Regions from separate parts of the Mus musculus genome. Here region 2 is linked to region 1. Evidence: chromatin contacts called from public Hi-C data. All regions are on one chromosome and are shown on one strand. The core of a region is the stretch at or near the end of the contact, and the rest is flanking DNA. Distances in the headings are between cores, read along the strand shown.

What was found. Hi-C and Micro-C count contacts between places; a contact is called where the count stands out from the background.
Region 2: a contact with region 1 is called in a Hi-C map of uterus, with 3 times the contacts expected there. The contact joins two enhancer-like sites. A contact is called at or near these places in 8 of 484 Hi-C or Micro-C datasets (adipose-derived mesenchymal stem cells, bone marrow-derived dendritic cells, bone marrow-derived macrophages and 5 more), 1 of 115 datasets of contacts at active chromatin or transcription factors (bone marrow-derived macrophages) and 1 of 9 other capture datasets (bone marrow-derived macrophages).

What each region holds. Positions count from the first base shown.
Region 1 is chr13:101,728,307-101,731,464 of GRCm38.p6, forward strand. All of the region lies in intron 2 of Pik3r1 (phosphoinositide-3-kinase regulatory subunit 1), which reads right to left. Among named protein-coding and RNA genes, the nearest start is that of Pik3r1, 38 kb to the right of the region's middle. Within about 2 kb of position 1,580, at least 59 of the 459 cell types and tissues checked have an H3K27ac peak or open chromatin away from gene starts, as enhancers often do. A contact at or near this core is called in uterus, where this site is marked.
Region 2 is chr13:101,893,900-101,897,057 of GRCm38.p6, forward strand. No RefSeq gene overlaps it. Among named protein-coding and RNA genes, the nearest start is that of Gm41044, 120 kb to the right of the region's middle. Within about 2 kb of position 1,457, at least 2 of the 459 cell types and tissues checked have an H3K27ac peak or open chromatin away from gene starts, as enhancers often do. A contact at or near this core is called in uterus, where this site is marked.

The sequences.
Region 1 (3,158 bases), core at 330-2,829:
AGCCAAGTACTCACAAACCCCATTTCTTCCCAAGAATATTTGCTTTTTTTTTTTTTTTTTTTAATTTCTCAGAGCCCAGTTTTAAAAGGCTGGAATTTTTCACAAGGCAAAATAATTCCATTTGCTAGTTGGCTCCTTCTCTGAGGCCAGCTCAGATCCTATGGGACACATAACCCTTAACTGAAATGCAGGCAAAGTGTCATGAACCATGCTAGGATATTGGTCAACCACAGCTCAAAGTACAAATTCAAAGGGAGATGGGGAGCTAGCTTTAAAGTAAGTGTGGCGAGCAGATGCACCCGCTGAGCATTAATCCTTCGGCCAAAGCAACAGAAACAGTCAAGGAGAAAATACAGACTTTATGCCTAGTTGGGGGAGTAGGGTAGGGAGCCAGATAGCAAGAACTACTGTTAGGAATATGGGGCAAGGTAAATAGATTCAATTGCTCTCAGTTCCTTAAGCCCGAGTCAAATTTTCTTATCAAATACTGCTTGCAGGGGCTGAGAAGTTCTAGGTGGCGGGGATCATCAAGCACGGGCAGGTTCTGGGTTCGATTCCTACCACTGGGGAGGCAGGAAATAGTGCAGGTACCATATTGGGAGGAGGAAAAAAATAGAAAACTGAGCAGCAGAGGCAAACAAAAAAAAAAAAGGCTTGGGAGAAAGAGTGGGTCTAGTCGTCAGCTCCTGTGTTGTGGAGCCAACCGCCACTGGATGGCAGTGAGGTTGTATCTACTGAAGCTGCTCTGTGAACGAAGGAGTTAGTCTTTTCTCCAACCGGCCTGGCCCCAAGGCCACAGAGGAAGGTTAAAAAGTAAAAATAAAATAAAAAATAAAGTAAAATAAAATGGTTCTTCTCTGCAAAGAAAGACTGGGTACCTCTGACCTAGAAATCACAAAGCTCAGTCTGATTTTTTTGTTAAGTTTCTTGAAATTTACTATCAATAAGTCTGGAACTGAAGACCAAAACAAGCTAGAGCTTCTAAATGATTTCTAGGAGTTTGAAATTCAGGCAGCACATGCCACACACATGCAAAAATCTGTATGCAAGCAGGCAGCACACACACATACACACACATCTGAATACAAGCAGGAAAGCACACACATACACACAGGCACACACATCACACACACACACCTGAATGCAAGCAGGAAAGCACACACACATACACACACGCACACACACACCACAGCACACCACACACACACATACACACACACACCTGAATGCCAGCAGGAAAGCACACACATACACACACGCACACACACACCACACAACACCACACCCCCCCCCACACACACACACATGTATACACACCCCTCTGAAGTTTGTTATTGAGATATTGTCATCTTGAACCTAGTAAACAAACTGAAACCACATCTTACCCCTACTATTCCTGGTGAACTTGATGGCTTCGCCACACTTTTCAAAGCTATACAGTTCCCTCCTTTCCTTGGCATTTGATCCTTTGGGGTGGGAGTGTGGGGGGGGGGGCTAGGGGAAGGGGGATTAGTAATCTCACCAGTGACAAGCTTTGCTTTCAGTAAGGACATTTGCCAACTTAAACAGCATCTCCCAGGGCAACAGGATAATGAAAGACACATGGAGGTCTTTGCTGTCATCAGATGCAAGCTCAGCTCTGCCTGAAATTGAGCCTGTAATTCGGCTGATCCTCATGTTAGGAGAGGTGTGACCCAGAGGGTCTAGAAGACAACCCTTGACTTAACAGCAGAGAAGGGTCCCAGGGGCAAACGTTCTCATCTTGCAGGGCTTCTGACCAGCACTACTCCTTCAGAGGAGACACAGGAAGCCAACTGCTCTAATTCTTGGCAGACACCTTAATATACTAAGTGTTGAAATCTTCCATCTCTGCTGCTGATAAAACTGAGGCTCTGCTACCCACCCTGGACCACCAGACACCAGCAGAACACATGCAGGTGGGTCACTCTCAATCACAGCCAAGACCCCATAAACCCCAAACCAGGGTCACAGCTCCTGAGACTCCTAACCTGGAACTCCAAGTTTCTCTTTTCCCCCCATTTCAGGACATAGTCAACTGTGTGCGTTTCTCCGTTCATCTAGAAAGACTTTTAAACCACGCAAAATCTAAAAATGAGAAAGAATGAAGAGTCTGGAAATTTCTGAAAGAAAGAACAGAAGCTGTAATGGTGCGCAACGCTGTTTCCTACCCTCTGCGGCTGGGTCCAGTGTCAGGCGTCAGTGGCTGATTCATCCACAGGAACTCAAAGCTGCCCCCACCCACAGGCAACTTGACCCAAGAATGGCTTATACGTACCCAGAGCCTCCATTTTTTTTTCTTGTTTTCTGTGGTACTAGGATTAAGCCCAGAGCTTCCTGCATATCAGGCAAGCACTCCACCACCATGCTGGCTAGTTTTATTGCAATTAGCCAGTTTTGAAAGAAGGGACCTCAGTTAAGAAAATGTCCCCACCAGATTAGCCTGTGGGCAAGCCTGTGGTACATCTTTTTTGTTTGGTGATTGCTAAGAGAGGACCTAGCTCACTGTGGGTGGTTCCTCCCTTGGGCTGGTGGTCCTGGGTGCTATAAGAAAGCAGGTTGAGAAGGCCATGAAAAGCAAGCCAGTAAGCAGCACCCCTCTACTGCCTACACATCAGCTCCTGCCTCCAGGTTCCGGCCTTGAGTTCTTGCCCTAATAAATCCCTGGTCCCTGGAATAAATTCTTTCATCACCAAGTTGCTATTGGTCATAGGGTTTTAGCATAGCAACAGAAACCCTAAGATAACCACTAAACTGATGTCAGTTACCATCCCTTTACTTCCTTATCTATTTATTTTCAAACTGGGTCTCAAACTCGCTTAGTGTAGCCCAGGCAGGTCTTAAACTTGTGATTCTCCTGCCTCAATCCCCCCAAACAATGGGGTTTACAGGGTACCACTAAATCTGGCTCAGAGTCCTCAGTACAGCCTAGCAAGTGATAACTTAAAGAACCATGGGCCATAAGGGATTGTCAGGACATACTCAGCAGAAAAAATGACTATCTAAATATAACCAGATACCCTGGAAAACCAATGGATTTTCAAAATGGTGCTTCTACCATTTGAGCTGAGAACCTGAGTGGCCTTGGGCACACAGCAGGCGATTGTCAGAAGCGCTTTGTAAATTTTTATCCAAAGTAC
Region 2 (3,158 bases), core at 207-2,706, 170 kb after region 1:
ATAATTACGTACGTGCCGTCATGCTTGGCTTTTTATTTGCAGACCAGGGACTCTGAACTCAGATCCTAACTTTGGTGTGTAAGGACTTTATTCACTGAACCGTTTCTCTACCTCCCTCACTATATAGCCCGAGATGTCCTCAAATGCAAACATCGCATGCTTCAGACAGCTGCGTGCTAGGCTGATTGGTGTGTGCTACCATGGCCAGCTGATTAACTTCTGATGAGAAGTTTAAAAGGGACAAAAGAAATGGAACTTGGCTCTCAGCTTAATGGTGACCATAAATTGAAGCTAATTAGTACCTGTACACAGTTGGAAAAAAAAGATGAATAGAAACCTAGACTGTGGGGACTATGTTGAATGAAAACAGCATCATTAGAGACAACAGACATGGTCTATTTGACATCTCGTCGTTTAATGTTTGACAGCGTGTGTCCTTGTGCAGAACAATACTGGGAGCCAGATTAAATGTATAGGCAACTGGTAGATGTTTTCATTTCTGCACGTATATTGGGTACAATGAGACTTTTGTCATTTCAGTTTATTTCTGAACTCAGAACAGGAATGTGGCAGGTTCCCAATTTCCCAAATAACAACCAGATGTCAATACACTGACCATGTGACCAAAACATTTTCTGGTCAAAAAGTTGCTGCATCTGGCTTTTAGATTTAGTTGGTTCTACTAGAATCCCCAATTTAAAACGGCAATAATCCCTGTTCCAAGGTTATGTCAAACACCCCAGGGAAAGCTAATCAGTGGCAAACAGGACAGGCTACTTTCATAGCATTTGTGTGTGAAATGATGATATTTGAAAACAACAAATGTCATACATACATATACATTGACTTGAAGTTTGGAGATCTTACTGTTTATACAGATATTCAAAATTTATTAAAGAAAGAGAATGATAAATGGAAAACCAATATGAAAAATGACACTGAATTGCGACAACTATCAACAATGAATTCCTTATATGTAAAAGTATTTTTTCCAAAGTTAACATTTAGGATAGTGATAGATCTTAGAGTTTTCATGAGGACAAACATAATATATCACCATTGATGCTTTGAAATTAGTAAGTATAAAATCTCTCTGAACAGATTCTTTCTTTACCCCATAGACTTTGGGTTTCAAACATCTTTCTCTGTATTAAAAGAGATGACACTTAAGGACAAATGTATTCCTATCTCCCTCATTTCTTCCATCCACCTGCAGGTTTTCACCCCAAAGAGCCCCAGGGGTTCCAGCCAAGTCCAGTCTGCTTGAATGGATAGAAAGAATGAATGACACAGAAGAGGGTTTCAGAAACTAGCTCTTGGGTCATGTAGCTGATCAGGAACCACTAAATGGCCATTGTTCACAGCCAACTTTTAAAATGCTATCGCTTGAGTGAACTTAAACAAACGAAGGCGTGTGCATTAGTCCCCATGTGTATCTTTGTTAACTGAAGGTCGACTCAGAAGGGCCAGCAATGTACTTGCTTAGGGATCAACATGCAGCTTTTGAATTTCAGCTCAATTAGGTCAACGTAGCCTGTGCATGACATTCTGCTACAGGCCTGGGCTGGTGACCCATCCCACGGTTGTTAGCAGCATTGTCTTTTAGGGGCTCAACAAATGGTATTGGAGATATCTAGTGCTCGTCAGGGCATCTGATTTAAACAGTGTGGGACATCTTTCCACTGCTTTTGCCTTGCAACATCAACTTCTTTGTTAAATTTCTGTGTCCCGAGTTGGACCTGTTGAAAGCATCTTGAGCAATCCCCATTGTTTGTTAGCCATGCCCCAAGCTGACAAAAACTTGTCTATAAAAAATATCTTGTTCACTTTCTGCTGCCATTCCTGAATTTAATTTGCCATAGAGTTTTTGCCTCTGCTTCTCACTTTGGGAAGGCGGTTACAAAGTGTGACTCTTGAGTTGGGAGCGTTGGGGAGGGATGTGGGCCTGTCACCCCAGATGACCCTTAAGCCCATGGGATGAGAGTTTTGTTTGTGCACCTGTGGCAATAAGAGAGGAAGAACTTGGAATCCTCTCAGTCCCGTCCATCACAGCACAAAAGCCCATGGGCACAGAGCTGCAGGAGACTGAGTGGACCCGGAAGACAAACCCAGCATGCTGAAGCTGAATTTCCCAAAAGGCTATGAGCTGAAAACAAGGCTCATAGCTCTTACAGATGCCTGTGGCTGGAGTGAGTTGGAGCCTGCCCTTCAGGAGAAATGGAGAAAACAAAACAAAACTTCCCTCTCTTGGTGAATCTGGGGTGAGGTTTGGATGGGAGAAGGCATCTTAGAATGCAGTGTGTAAATCATGTGAAACTAACACATTTGTATACAGTAAATCTTGGGCTTTAAATCCTTTCAAATTAGACTACTAGGACACTTTGGACATCAAAGGTGGAAAGGTTCAGTAGAAAGAGAACAGGGCAAGAGATCTGGACCGCAGTGTTTCACTACCGTACCTATGCATGGTGACTTTGGGTAAGTAATTTAACCATTTTTAGGCTACTCCCTCTCTGTTTCTGTCTCTGTCTTTGGGTCTCTGTGTGTGTGTATGTGTGTTTCAAAGTTTTCTACATCACTGCTTCTTTTATTTTTATTAGTCCACTGAGAATTTTGTCTAATGGTATTTTGATTGTGGATTTGATCCCCAAATCCTTCCACATCCACCCACCCCCACTCCCTACCTACCCAATTTTACAGAGGACTTTAGTCACCCAGCAGGGGCCCCCAGAATCCTGGCTTGCATATGGTAACTATCAGAGAAAAATCCCCCCCCCCCCCAATGCTTCTGCAAGGAGCATGGAGGAAGAGAGTGTTTTTAAAATAATCTAGAGTGCCAGGAGTGGTAGTACACACCTTTGATCCCACCATTCAAGAGGCAGAGGGCAAGCAGAGCTCAGAGTTCGAGGCCAGCCTGGTTTACATAGTGAGTTCCAGGACAGCCAGGGCTGCACAGAGAGACCCTGTCTGAAAAAAACGAAAACGAAAACCAAACCAAAACAGCAGCAGCAGCAGCAACAACAAAGACTGAACAACCAGTTGTTTGCAGGTCTGCCTTCAGGAGAAACTGTTGAACCAGAGTCTAACCTGCCTAGTCTTTTGGGACCCTTCCTGAAATGACAGACGCTACACTTAACTTCAGCTAGATCTAGCATTCC